2 separate regions of the Zea mays genome follow, and region 1 is linked to region 2. The links are chromatin contacts, called in public Hi-C maps. All regions are on one chromosome and are shown on one strand. The core of a region is the stretch at or near the end of the contact, and the rest is flanking DNA. Distances in the headings are between cores, read along the strand shown. Region 1 holds the start of LOC100277858. Region 2 holds the start of LOC100193305 (transcription repressor TRM protein).

The links. A called contact is a pair of places that touch in the nucleus more often than the background predicts.
Region 1: a Hi-C map of leaf shows a contact between it and region 2, with 4 times the contacts expected there. The contact joins the promoter of LOC100277858 here to the promoter of LOC100193305 in region 2. A contact is called at or near these places in 10 of 25 Hi-C or Micro-C datasets (ear, endosperm, leaf and 3 more).

Annotation. Positions count from the first base shown.
Region 1 is chr5:175,697,411-175,704,908 of Zm-B73-REFERENCE-NAM-5.0, forward strand. LOC100277858 reads right to left here and starts at 1,314. Exons shown (of 3, transcript NM_001151317.2): 1 at 1,053-1,314; 2 at 825-975. The coding sequence starts at 1,152. It overlaps LOC100273912 (N-glycosylase/DNA lyase OGG1), which reads right to left and starts at 5,233. Exons shown (of 3, transcript NM_001148304.1): 1 at 4,416-5,233; 2 at 3,113-3,323; 3 at 1,601-2,184. The coding sequence starts at 5,227. The coding sequence ends at 1,948.
Region 2 is chr5:175,406,054-175,413,566 of Zm-B73-REFERENCE-NAM-5.0, forward strand. It overlaps LOC100193305 (transcription repressor TRM protein), which reads left to right and starts at 3,496. Exons shown (of 6, transcript NM_001138444.1): 1 at 3,496-3,853; 2 at 3,972-4,030; 3 at 5,317-5,516; 4 at 5,627-5,716; 5 at 6,350-6,493; 6 at 6,845-7,513. The coding sequence starts at 3,813. The coding sequence ends at 7,375.

The DNA of each region.
Region 1 (7,498 bases), core at 64-2,563, 290 kb after region 2:
AGAAATGTTGCATAAGCTATTTCAATCACAACTCATTTTTTTACTAGATAAACCACATTGATCGTGCAAATGATAATGGCTTTATTTTTCTCCCATCCATATACAAGTATCCGGTATTCCCAGCTATGCCTAAGCAATTCAATAGCCGCTTCTGAGAGAATAGGACTGCAGATATTCACAATACAAGGTGTAAAAAAAACTTGTGTTGTCGTAAGGAACATAGTTATAGCTCCAGTCAAAAAAAAATGGAGTAGCTCCAAAGTGCCAATATATCGAATTGTATGCACTGAAGTTTGAAATGTCTAGACTTTTCTATGGATTGCAACAAACAGTTTTACTTTAGCACCAATAGTAGGCATGACAAGAAATTTAGGAATTTGAGATGGGCATCCAGAGGTGAACAAGGACACAAAAATGCAGGTAATTATGCCTTCAGGTCCTTTAGCCGTTGTACCAAACTGTAAATGAAGCTGAATCAAGTTTGAAATGCTGAAATAGACAGCTCAAGCAACTTTCCCCACTCCAATTTAACTACAATTGCAACCACGCCCACATGAAGAGCTGCAGAATCGCCATATGCCCAACTAGATCAGATAGTGGGTGGCCATGCGGGGTATGCTGATACAATCCTAAGCTACAACCTAACTGCAACAAACTGCTTCAGCAATGCCAGGAGTCCAGGACTGAACAGCACTGAAGCAGTCAATCTGGATCGAATTGAACAAGTGCTGGACAGTCAGTTTCCACATGAATCAGCACTGAAACATCCGGATGAGCAAAAGGAGAAGAAGGCTTGTGTGGTCGTGCGGAGGTAAAGCTTTGACCTTTGTGCGGCTTCGGCCTGGTTCTGGTAGAACTTGGCGAAGCGGCCGCGGTTGGCTGGCTTGGGTTTAGAGGGCTTTTTCGGGCGCAGGCCGGCGATCTCCTGCACCAGCGGCACGTGCACCAGCACCGTCCTCCACGCCACGTACCAGCCTGGGGCGACGAAGCGGATCAGGGAAGGGAACCCACGCAACTATTCAACTGAGGAGATAAGGGGAGGGGAGTCATACTGAGGAGGATGAGGGTGAAGACGAAGGCGATGGCAAGGACAGGGCGGATGAGGAAAACGACGGCGACTTCCGACGCAGCCGCCAGGCCGCCGCTCGCCATAGCGCCGGCGGCAGCTCAGTTCCGGCCTCGCAAGGAAGGGATCCGCTGGCGAGGTTATTGAGCCTATGGCATGCGAGGCCCGCGGAAGCAAGCAAAAAGCCTGCCTGCAGTAATGCAGTTGTAGCGCCGTTGACTTTGCTGGCAATGCAGGCAACCGGATTCGGGAGGAGGAAACAGAGTGTCATATACTCATATCGCAAGGCAATAACATTTGCGTAAAATCATGTCGCAAGACAATGATATTTGCGTAAAGTCACCCGTTGTCCATTGACAAGAGGCTACTGGTATATATGTGTCCTTTGTGTAAAATCACAGAAATTTGTCCTTTGAGTCAGTCACCAGGAGCTCAGGACATTCAGAACACAACTTTGCTCAAACGTTCATCAGAAGAAGCCGGCCTGGCAGCACGGGATGGTATAGCTGGGTGCAAAGGTTACAGAGAACTATTGACCCAATACTTTCAACTGAATCCCTCATCGCTGTTTAAATAACAACACAACACGGTTACATGTGCCCCCGCTTCCATCCTGATGTTTTTGTGGAAGATGCACGGGCAGGCTAACGAAGAAACAACACAATGCCCACATATGAAAATAGAACTCATAATGTAATGAGTCAGGCATTCCTATATGTTACAAGCTGACAGCAAATATGTTAGTGTGATCAGGAGCAACCTAATGCCTGTTCAGCAGAAAAGATCATTCGTCATGGTCATATTACATCATCTTACATTCTTACTGAACGAGAATAACACAGAAGAATGGCAAACCCACTATCGCTGGTATCCATGCTCCCTCAACATGGTTCCGGTTGCACCCTGCGCTTCCTTTTGGTAGGCTTTGTGGTACCATTGTCACTGGTAACTTGAGCCACAACAACTTTTTGAGTTGGTAGCTGGCCAATGAAGAGAACGTTTTGTGCCCAACCAGCATAGCTTCCAAATCTAGTAACAAAAGCATCGGCAACAACAACGCTAAGTTTTGGGGTCAAGCTCTTGCCAGCTAGCTCTGGTAATAGATACTGTGTAGCAACCTGCATTAGAATCCATATAGAGTTTAACACTCACATGAAATAGTCTTTGGATCATATTAATGGGGTGTTTGGTTTCTAGGGACTAATTTTTAGTCCCTCCATTTTAGTCTCTAAATTGCCAAAAACGGAAACTAAAACTCTATTTTAATTTCCATATTTGTCAATTTACAGACTAAAATGAAATAAAATATAAGGGCTAAAAATTAGTCTCTAGAAACCAAACACCCACTAAGTATAGACAGCAGACCTTCTACAGGTTGCATCCACAAGTTTGATTGAAAAATAATAAGAATTCAAAAAAAACACCCCAACATGAGTGGTACAGTCATTATGAATGCAGCAGGAATATGTATCTACACATGGTGATTGTTTTACTAGCGTTTCAAATAATATTTTTCCAAAAAAAAACAAACATAGTTTTGTTTTTTTAAGAGGGAACAAACCTAGCAATGAAGGCAGACCCAGTGCCGAATGCGCCCACATAAGTGGTGTCTAGGAAAAGAATAAACCAAGGCAAGCCTTCCCCTGCAAATGCGGAGAGACTGCTTCGAACTCGTGACCTGGTAGCTCATTGAGATAGCTCTCACTACTACACTAGGTCTACCCTTCTAAAACCTAGTAATGAAGAGCAAGGTTTTTATGGTCAAATCAAATGGTTGAGTCATAACTTGAATCAGGTGCCATGTGCAGTCTACATACAGCGAAAGGAAGTGCAACACACGTTAGCCTGTACAAATGGTCGATAATTCATCTATGCAAAGCCTTACTGTGGTCTAACAGAGAATGATGGTGATGGACATAACTCAAACAAGCTCTACCTCACTAAAAATATCAATGAACTAACAATGGTATGTCCAAATGAAACAACAGAAGTAGAAGCAATTGTTACAACATTAATACAAAAGTGAGATATAGCAATATAGCATACCTTCCAAACATGTGTGTCGACAGGAATAGCATGATTTTGATCAAGGGAGAACAGAGCAATGCAGGCAGCGACCTTTGGACCAACACCTGGGAGAGTGCAAAGAGCTTCAATCACATCTGAAAGTTCCTTCTCACGCAGTGAGGCAAGCCATTTTTGACCTCCACTAGGTTTGGCCTGCAATTCTTTAGCAGTGCCAACAATGTACTTTGCCCTGCTCGTTTGTCATAAAAAAACCACACAGAATTGCTCAATTCAGTATACTATGAAGCTCTCTAGCAATACTGTCTACACAACAGATACTCATGAGCAGTTAATGATTTATTGATCTGTGCTGTTACAATCCATAGAACAAGACTTTCTGGCGAATAAATTGGTTCCCAAAGGACAAAATGCCAGTATGCTGCAAACACAAAGTTGGGTTTTATACTTCTTTACGTTCATAGTAAAAACGTCATCAGCATTATCATAGCCCAAATGCCCGTTGCCTGATTAGATCAACGACTAGCCCAATATACACATTAGTTTTATTTCTCAACCAAAGCTTCAGTTAAAATGGTAGAAACAACAGCTTAGGGGGGGTGTTTAAATGCACTAGATCTAATAGTTAGTTGGCTAAAAAATTGCTAGTAGAATTAGCTAGCTAACTATTAGCTAATTTGCTAAAAGTAGCTAATAGTTGAACTATCATCTCCAAGGGACTCTCTATTTTTTACTCTATACTTACCTCTTCATAAAGATTATATTTTATATATAGCGTCTCACTTCAGCAGACTCTCCATTTCCCATTCTCCAAATTCAAACCGTTACATTCTACACACACTGATGTGTGGGTCCTACACAACATCCCACACTTGGCAAGTCAGTTTGGCTGGCCGGAGTGGCTAGCCAAGTTAATTTAGAGATCTGGATGACTAGTCCGTTGAAGAGTTATTTTGCTGTTGAATAGCCAAAATTTGGCTTGACAAGCTATTTAGCTAGTCTCTCGGAGATGGTCTAGCTAGACTGTTTGGATGTCTTCAAATAATTTTAATAGCTAACTAGTATTATCTCTAGTTCATTCCCTTAATAACCTAGGACGACCTGCCAATGCTATGCTGCAAATGAAATAGCAGCTACCAGAACATGATAACAGCAATAGAATGAAAATCTTTGGACTCCAGCCTACGATCTAGGAATTCGATCATGAAGTAAAAGTGGCAAAGTCAAATTTGACGAGCTGTGCTGAATGATACGTGCAGAACTGATGCTTGTCGGTGTACTTATTCCAAATGGAACGCAAAGTAGGAAGGCACCAAGAGCTGACCTGTACCCAAACCCGGCCTCACGAAGTTCCTGCTCCGACACGCGCGCGAGCCGCTCGATCGTGGGGAACCGGTGGAACACGAAGCCACCAACCTCGCCGAGCCGCTCCCCGTAGCCTGCCAGCGTCCACACCATCTTCTCGATCCGGGCAATGTTGTTGTTGGAGGAGCATAGAAACTGGAAGACGCACTCGACGGGGTCCTGCCTAAGCACCCGCGCGCCGCCGCCCCCGAGCCGCGCGGAGACATCAGCGAAGCGCTCATCTGCGGCGGCGAACTGCCGCCAGAGGTCGGCGAGCGAGACGGCCGCGTTGAGATAGTCGAGGAGCGCGGCGCGGGCGGCGGGCAACGAGGAGGCGGGGCAACCGCCGTCGTTGTGGAGGAGGAATGCGAGGCGGCCATCGTCGGAGTCGGGCAGGTGGGAGAGGGAGACGAGGTGGGACCCCACGGCACCGGTGAAGCGGAGCGGGGAGAGGGAGGTGCGGCGCCAAAGGAAGGTCTGGCCGGTGGGGAGGGTGAGCGGGAGGGAAAGGTCGGCCGTGGAGAGCGGGAGCGGATGCCACTCTTCCTGCGCCTCAACGGCCCCGGCAGCGAGGGGGAGGCGGCGACGGGCGGAGGGAGTGGGATCGTGGTGATCGGGGGGTTCGGTTTTGGGTACCTCTACAGACGGGGTAGGTGGCGGGGTAGAGGAGAGTTGTGGAGAAGACGGCTTGAGCGGCGTCGCTTTGACAACGCGACGGCGGCGAGGAGGCATGGCGGCGGCGGCGGCGGCGGCGGCGAGGGGAGGAGACCGTGGAAGAAGCGGGAGGCGCATCGTACTTTACGCAAACTAGCCTAGAAGGCGGAAAAAGACTGACAACAGATAACCTAGCTAAACCAATTTCATCCGGCCTGGCCAGCAAGAGTTTTTTTAACTCAGGTACTCCCGTAAGTGGACTTCTTAAAATTATTACTCCAAAGTGTGCAATTAGATTATAGTATTATAATACATATTCGTTTATAAATTTATTATCGTCGTTGCTTTAAACCCGTCTACAGCTCACTAACGGCGGCTGTTACTGGCATTTCTCCCCTCAACCCTTCATCCCATTCTTGGAAACGGATTTCAGACAGCCGACGAGACTGTTCTTCCACGCCGCCGATGAGACTCGTCTTCCACACTGGTTCGCGCTCTCGACTGCTCTTGGTTCGTGCTCGACGCAAATGGAGGCGCCACCAGGTCTTGCTTCACGCTCCTTGGAAATGGAGGCGCCTCCGGCCGGCGCCGATGTAGTCCAAGCTCCCCCTTTTCTCGTTACTCCTCAGGACCATGGTAGTTTGGTAAGAGATTTCTATTGTTTTTGCTATATTTCTGCGTCGGCGCAATGAGTACTAGTGGCACTAGCGGTCGGAGTCGGTACTATCATGCGAACTGTGCAGGGCCGGCCCTGAGCCTATGCAAGGGAGGCGACGGCCGGGGGCCCAAAATTATTAGGGGCCCAATATTTAGTATCTATAACACTATATAACACACAAGTTTACACTTCACAAAACCTATTCAACCAAATAACCCACACACCTATAATATTTACGAAATCCATCAAACAAATTGCACTCATATTTAACATAACATCAAAATTAACGGTTCATATCATTGAATAACATCATCTATTTTGCTCACTCAAATCTAACGAACAATATTATTTGATCATCCTTTAGCCCTCCCCTCCTCGCGTTCCCACCGCCATCAATCCCTCCCCTCGCGCCACCACCGTCATCGTCCACCCCTCTCCTTCTATTCACAGGAATGTAGCGTTAGCACGGGTTATATGCTAGTAGTAAAATAGTATAGGTAGCCAACAGGGCGGGAGGGCAGGGCACACGGATGCACGATGCACACAGACAACGTGGCACGCGTTGCCCACTGCCTAGTCGTCACGCTCACGTCCCAGAGCGTCTATGAGACCACACCCTCCACGTGATCGTTGTTCGCCATCTCGCCGATCCAACCCTCCAGGATTCCAGACACGCATGGTCGAGCAATCAGAATTTAAGTTATTCGGCGATCGTCGTTCTTATTTTTCAACATACGAAGTGCTAATTTGTACCGATGTATATTAGCTAGCTTCTTAGATTTAAAAAACTAATGTCAATACACATCACCATTTATTTACGAAGTATTAATATGCTCCACTGTATAATATAGAATATTTTTAAAGTCTACAGGGCCCACCACGATCAGTTCGCACGGGGGCCCTCAAAATCATAGGACCGGGGCTGGAACTGTGTTTGTCAAAGGTGTTTCGATGGCTTTAGATGAAGTAAGTCAAAAGTGTTCCTTGCTGCTTCCGAAGTTTAGAGATCACAGCAGCGAGGTACAATCGTAGATTTGCACTATACTATTGTTCAAGTGGCTCTGGATATGAGCTATTCGTTGTCAAATACAATTGTTCAAGTGACACATTTTAAATATTAGATGTGGTTTTCAGAAGTGTTTTCTTGCATTATTACTGTGAGATAGGATATTTTAGGTGGAATTGGTGATGGTTGATGAACTAGTAGCCAAATCCTATATAAATATCTTAAATTGATCAGTGCCAAATGATGAGTTTAGGTCTATGTATTTTTAGCTAGAAATGAGTTTAATGTGTGGGAGTTCAGCATCTGTTATGCAATACATTTAGAAAGATAGTGCATTTTAGCAAAAAAAAAATGTGGACAATACATTTGTCAGAGGAACTCATTATTTTGAGCAATTCCAGGCTTTTGGTATTCTTGTTTACATTTTGGTGTTAGATACTGAAATTTATTGTAGCTCTGGATGGTATACTCCTTTCCTTGATGCGCTAGCACCAGGGGAATATCAACTATTGGATTTTAGACACTATTAGAAAGCACATAGTACATGACTTTGGAATTGTTCAGTCAATATTGTCACATGAATTTGGATGGGTGAACTGAATGCATGTTTCTGTCACTATTTCAGTGACTATTTGAGTTTACAGAACTATACTATTTGAGTTTACATAACTATACTTTACAGAATCTATGACAAAACGCAGGCAAAAGACATTGTTAGGAGTAGGGGCACAGACACCGTGGGCGC
Region 2 (7,513 bases), core at 2,246-4,745:
ATTCATAGAAAAGTCATATAAACTCCAAATTGGTCCATTCCAATTCCTAAATTTTTGTAATAATATTGTCTACCCATTAGTGCCTCTGTTCTGACATGACAAACACATTAAAATTATTCTTTCACTTAATCTTGTATTAAATGCATAGAACCTTAGAGAATCCATAACTTAAAATCTATAACTCCAAATTTGATGATTCCAGTTCCTGTGATCTTATTTTAATATGTATATTATTAATGTGTATTTTGTTCTTATGTTTGGTGTAATGTTAATTTTGCCTATACCATGTTTGTTTGAATTGCTACGACTAGCAGTGAGGTCACGAGTCACCTGAAGATCATCCTGGTACCTGGAATCTCAAGTCCCAGGCAAGTTGTGCCCTTGATCACTTCTTTTTACCCACTCATGTTCTAATTAATCATAATGATCTGCATAGGTTAATTTGATGGGACCCAATAGGTTACCCTAGTTTGTCTATCTTTATACCTTGTTTACCACTGAACTTTTTGGGTAGTACTTGCTAGTGCTTTATGTGGTTTTGGGTATGAAGATACATTATTCATGATCACACTTTTATTATCTGTTTATTATCACTGTTCATGATAAGATCATTATGTTAATTGGAACATGGAGAACCACCCGGGAAAACAGTGCTACCACAAGGGTTTAATGGGACGCCCTTGGCCGATTAATTAGGAAAGCTAGTGGAAGACTACCTTACCCGAAAGGGGCAAGGGCAGTAGGGGAGTGGTCAGTGTAGGGAGGCCCTCGGGAGGATTTTGCTGTGATGGCGGTCCTGCAAGGGATTCCTGGGAAGGCCCTCGGGAGGATTTTGCTGTGATGGCGGTCCTGCAAGGGATTCCTGGGGAGGCCCTCGGGAGGATTTTGCTGTGATGGCGGTCCTGCAAGGGATTCCTGCATTGGAGCTTCCTATAAACTGTAGCGGGTTTTCTGAAGCTAGTGGAACTTTGTAAAGGCCTCGTAGTGTTACCCTGCCTCGCCTCCTCGGTAGAGGTGTATGGGAAGTCGCGATCCCTTGGCAGATGGGTAACATGACTTGTGGGTAAAGATGCGCAACCTCTGCAGAGTGTAAAACTGGTATACTAGCCGTGCTCACGGTCATGAGCGGCTCGGACACTCACATGATTAATTTATGGAACTAAATTCAATTTGTCATATGCATTGCATCGCAGGTGATGTTGTTACTCCTTTTGTTCTACTACTTAATTGGGTTGGTATTTACTTATACTTAGTAATTGCTAATAAAATTTTGACCAACTTTAAAAGCAATGCTCAGCTCTAACCATCCTCTTTGGTAAGCCTTACACTTCACGTGAGCTCCCACCTTTGGCGAGTTCATGCACATTATTCCCCACAACTTGTTGAGCGATGAACGTATGTGAGCTCACTCTTGCTGTCTCACATACACCACAGGTCAAGACCAGGTACTGCAGGATGATGCTCATGGAAGATGCTGCGATGAGTTCGTGAGTGATCTGGGTCGTCGTCTCCCAGTCAACTTTGGGTTGCTGGACTGTTGTCTCCTTATAATGTAATTATTTATTTTGTATAGAACTCCTATAGTAAAGTTGTGACATTCGATCCTGTGCCATGATTCATCATATGTGTGAGACTTGGTCCCAGCACACCTGGTGATTATGTTTACGCCCGGGTCTTGGTGCCCCGAAACCCGGGTGTGACAAAATGTTATTGGGTCGAGCTGGCTCGCTCTTTTTTTAAGTCAGAAAAATAGGCTCGACTCGAGCTTGTTCTAAGCACCAAGCAAATCTGAGCCGAGCCATCTCGTCGAGTTAGAGCTTTTTTTTCAACCCTATCACGCGTCGGACATCAATTGCTGCTTAAACACAATTATATCAGCTGAGTATGGCCCTCTTTAATAGAGTTTTTTTTTAAAGCTGCAACATTTCCTTAAAAATCTATGAAACAGGGCTTATTCGCTGGCTCCTCCATTAAAATAGGAACCAACAATCGAATGAAATTGGGAGCCTAAAGAAGAAGCTTCTCAAGCTTCATCTAGTCCTTCCCTCTTTCGTGGGTCTAACATTGACCAAAAAATGTCGAAGAAGCTACACGGGAGCTATATTTCTAAGAGAGAGTTTAGTTCCCACCTCCTAAACTTTAGGGATAACTAAAATAGATCTTTCAAATAAGATTTCTAAGAGTTAAAGTTTAATTCCTAAAATTTAAAAGGTTGACTAAACAAACTAAACACCCTAACTAGATGAATTGCTCCTCCATACTTCTTCCGTTTCCTAACTTAAGGTAACTAGGGTCTTCAATATGTTCCATAAGAGCAATCTCAACACTACTTATAGTTTATATAAGGTACACGTCATCTAGAAACTACTGTTAGACACTACCTTTCAAATGCAAACATCAATATTACTTAATTTAATGCTTCTCTTCTCTCATTGTGTCTTGGATATTTGTTGAAACCAAGTCTTATGCAAGACTCAGTTTCTTACTTTTTCTTTATTTAATTATTTGCCACCTTATCTTTTAGCCTATATGACAGCTAAATTAATGCTATGAAAACTGGATGACATGAAGAGTTAAGACTGCTCTAATATAGCGTCTTTGGGGGTCTAGATCATGTCACTTAAGGGGAGCTCTTCATTGAGCGGAGAAGCGAGCCTATCGATTTAATAACTCTTTGTTGAGTGGAAAAGCCTGCTATGACTAGCTGTTGTTCTATGAAGACAAACGGTTTAACAACTCTTTAATTGTCTCAATTTTCTTAAAGTTGACTTGTATGCTAATTTGTCCTGAAGATAAGGGACAGAGGGAGTAGGCCCACACTAAAAAAACAAGAGAGCTATTTTTCAGCCATCTTTCTTCGCTAAATACTACTCCCTCAATTCCCAAAAATATAATTCGTTTATATCTAAATGTATATTTATTAAGTAATATATAAATATAGTTTTTACGTATGTCACTATCATTTGAATAAATGTGGAAAAAAATAGACTAGAAAAAACTATAGTTTAAGGCGGAGCGAGTCCATCGTTTAGAATACTAACGCATGAAAATTTTGGACATCATTATTTTTTTGGTGGCTCCTTTAAGCCATAAGTGGATTTGAGGCACACATATTGAAAAAATTAATTCCTAATAAGTGATGAAAGAATAATGTTTGGCCTGACTAATTTGTTATTTTTCTGTCAATGGGCCCATGTAGCCGCTGCCTCATCAAAGATGAAGCATTTTGTGGACCCGCGTAAATAATTGTATAGCCACCTTGATTTATACGACTATACGCGTAAGAAGTCGACTTAGATCGCATTTTTGCAATTTGTAGATGATAATATCGCTCTTCACTTTTTTGGCAAAGTATTTTTTTTGTTTATTTGCCTTTTTAACCCCTTGGTCTCCGCAGTCCCCACTCTTTCAGCAGTTGACGCCAGCCCCCATTGTTCCGCTCCGCACCACGGAAGACGAAGCGCAGCAGCCACGCCCCGAAAAAGGCAGAAGAAACGCGGTGCCTCGAGCCATCAGATGCCCCACCCCACCCCACCCCACCGTGTTGATCTAGGAGTTGGAGTCGGACGGCGCTGGGAGTCGCCGAGTCGGGGCATGGCATCCATAGCCATACATCTCCTCGCGGAGCCTGGGGCGGAGCTGTCACCACCATGCCCAATCCTATCGCACCAAGGAGGACTCTGCCTCGTGCTCCTCGTAGTCTTCGTACCCACCCCTCCACGCTTCCCCTTTCCTTGCACGGTCCCGATCCCTAGCCCTGCCCCTCTCCTCCAGCGCCGCTCGCCAGCTCTCTGCCCCCGCCGCGCCCAGAGATGCAGATCCCCCACCGCCGTTACCGCTGGGTGAAGGAGTGGTGAGTTGACCTTGTCTGCCCGTCCGATGGCTCTCACAGTCTCTCTCCTCCCTCGAGAACCCCCCCCCCCCCCCCCCCCCCCCCCCTTCCGATTTCGATTTGACCTTGTGTTCTTCAGGGTCTCGCAAGAACTGGTCGTCGCCGGAGGCCCCTGCGTGCTGTACAAGTGGGTGCGAGGTGCGCGGAACTGATTGCTTGCTGGCTTCTCCCTGTTGTTGCTGCTGCTGATGTCAAAACGCAGACTTTTATTTTGTGACTGTACTGTCATGTCATCGTCATGTTTTGCACTGAGAATTGCCCTGTCTGGTACTTCTTCACCAGTGATTCATCCATATCCATGCGAATTCACAATTCCTCGAGCATCCTGTATAAGACCGATGGAGCAAGCGAAGTCTTTTCATGTCTGTTATACTAATTGCATCACGTATGTGTAAATCTAATACTTCTGGAGCGCACCTAAGGGATGATTGTTTAGTTCCACCCAGAAAAATTGAGATTTCAGTAGAGCAGTACATATGTGCTGTTAGTCTCCAAGTAAGAGTGGTAAGGCTGTCTCCAGCAATATACTCTAAATTTCATCCCTTAAAAGAATATTCTCTGTCCTTTACAGAACTCTCTAAAAGATTTCATCCTCTATATCTTTTTCATCTCCAACAGCGTTCTCTAAATTCTGTTCTCTATACCTACAGTATTAATAGACTTCATTAAATACATTGTTTTTTATTTCGCCAACTATATTAATAGTAATTTTGACGACTCATGAAAATGAATTACTCATACAGAATCCTAAAAATAAATTATTTATTCATTACATAACTTTTTTATCATTACAACTAATTTCTAAACATTCCTCCATCACCGTTGTATCATTGATTCCTTGTGATCTCGTCTAGTGTCGTACACCAAAAGTACGCATACATCACATCCCCGTACAGGAAATCGAGTGGAATTAAATGAGAAAGCTATGAGCACAGTGTTTAGCGGATGGCAAAGCAGCCCCAGGTATAGAGGACCCTGTAAGCCTCCGCTATTTTACTGGACGTGATAGTGCACGTTGTTGGAGGCATTGCGAACCATACCAAACGCTAAATATAGGGTACAAATCCATATACAGGCTACTGCTGGAGAGAGCCTAAGTTCAGTTGAAACTAGAAGAAGACTTAGTACATTCTATTTGGGAGCTGCCACCAGCATACCAATGCGATCTTTTGGATTGCTGACACCTCCTGACTGGTTTGGACTTTGGACAGTGTAATGAACACTGCAACTTACTTATGAAGAGTATGAAGTTCTCACACAATTTGCGGACAAGTACACACAAGGTGTAATTCATTGTTGGATGTTCCGATTGATTTATGACTGTTAATAACTATATAGTAGTTGGATTGTTTCTTGTTCATTCAGCTTTTATGATATGACCTTTTTGATTCTGCTGTTAATATTATTATTGGATTTACTTACAGAGGACAGACTAGCAGCTTTGAAGGCTAAGGACAAGAAGCATGGGGCAGAATCTGCAACTCCTGAACCCAACTCTGAGGTTCTCTTCCTGTGCAGCTACGAAGGATGTGGGAAGACATTTTTTGATGCAGGGGCTCTTAGGAAGCATGCTCACGTCCATGGGGAGAGGCAATATATCTGTCACTATGAGAACTGTGGCAAGGTACTGTTTATAATTCCTGGTCACATCCCAGAGTAATCTTCAGTCTGCAAAGGCATGTTTCTATTTCAGTTGCTTGATTAATCCTTTTTCTGCTAAATCTGATTTTGCAGAAATTCTTAGATAGTTCTAAGTTGAAGAGACATTTTCTTATTCATACAGGAGAAAAGAATTTTGTGTGCCCACATGAAGGTTGTGGGAAGGTAATCACACTGTCCTCTCCATTGTGTTTGCTATTCATTTTTACTATAGTTTCTTCTAATCATGTGGTGATTTGTAGTTCTCTTTCATAGCATGTTACTGGTAATGCTTAATCATGAAGTAGAAATTTGTACTAGACAATGCTTAATTATGCTTGTTTTTTTTTCTGGTGCAACCATGTTCTAAAGCTTTGACCATTTCATTCTGTTCCATTTGCTGCGTTAAGATTAGTCGTGGTCCCTTTTTCTGGAGAAAATGCATTATTTCATACTCCACAAAGTTTTTGACATACATACTAAAGAGAAAGTTAATGTTTAGACAATGATTGTACTCATACTAGTTGTTTTGCAACTACTATGGGGCTGGAGGGGATACATAGTGCTGTCCTTGTGTAAAAGAGCTTAAAATGCTTAAATGATTCCTCTTGGATGTCGGGGAAAGGAAAAATCTCAAGCAGAGTGGTGCCAATAAGATACTCTTTGTTGGTGGTATGATATATTTGCAAGCTTCGTTAGAAGCTTTCTAGGATATGCCATATTTCTAATTGATGAATTAAATGCAGCTTTTGTCATTTGTTATTATTAGTATTTATCGGGTAAATGTGCTTTTAATGTCATGTGCCCTGACTATTGCAGGCTTTTTCGTTGGATTTTAATTTAAAGGCACACATGAAAACACATTCTGCAGATAACTATCATGTGTGCCAGTACCCAGAATGTGGCCGAAGATTTACACAAGAATCAAAACTAAGAGCTCATATCAGGGCACAACATGAGAAAGTAAGATCTGTTACCATTTAAGGGCTTGTTCAGTTAGCTCTCAATCCATGTGGATTGAGTGGTATTGAGTCGGTTTAAATCTATAATAAGTCAAAATTCATCTCAATCCATGCCAATACACTTCGATCCACATGGAATTGGAATAAGCGAACAAGCCCTAAGGCTTGTTCGATTTGCTCTCAATCCATGTGGATTGGGTGGGATTGAGTGGGTTTTAATCCCAAATAAGTCAAAATCTTTGATAATTTTTTCCAATCTCATCCAATTCACATGGGATAGGAATAACCGAACAAAGTCTTACTGGGTATGAATTTCTGCTCGTGAGATAATTTTGTAATGAGACAAATATAGGCTGTTTGCCTGCAGAATCCAGGTGCTTCGGCTATGAACCATAGTGCAATTGGAGAACAGCATCAGCCCCCTAAGCCAGCAAAGGTCTCAGCAACGCCTCCAGCTCCCTCAGCTGAGCGCCCTTACGTCTGCCCCTACGATGGTTGCGACAAGGCATACATCCACGAGTACAAGCTGAACCTCCATTTGAAAAAGGAGCATCCCAACCACTACCAGGATGGTGGTCCACAAGGCGCTGCCCCTTCAAAGCGCAGCATCTCGAAGAGTTCCCATAGGAGCAGACCGGACATCACTGCTAGAATGCCACCAGCCAAGGTCTCCAAGCGCAAAGGAGGGTACGCAGCGCCATCGCCAGCTGTGAACCTCCCTGAGGAGCACCTTCCCGAGGAGCAGCAGTGGCCAAGGAAAGTGATGTACGAGGATGACAGCGAGGAGACCGAGGAAGAAGAGGGGGGCAACAATGTCGAGGATAGATGGAACTACAACAGAGTTGCTAGTAGCGATGACGAGGAAACCGAAGACGAACAATGAGCTTCTAGCAGGCGTCCATCTGTTCTGTAGTTGTGCATATACCATAAATTTTAAACTTTGAGGGTTATAGCTTTTGCATACATGTAAAATTTTAAAATAAGGCGGACTTGTTGTAGACAGCATAGGTTGTAGGTGGTC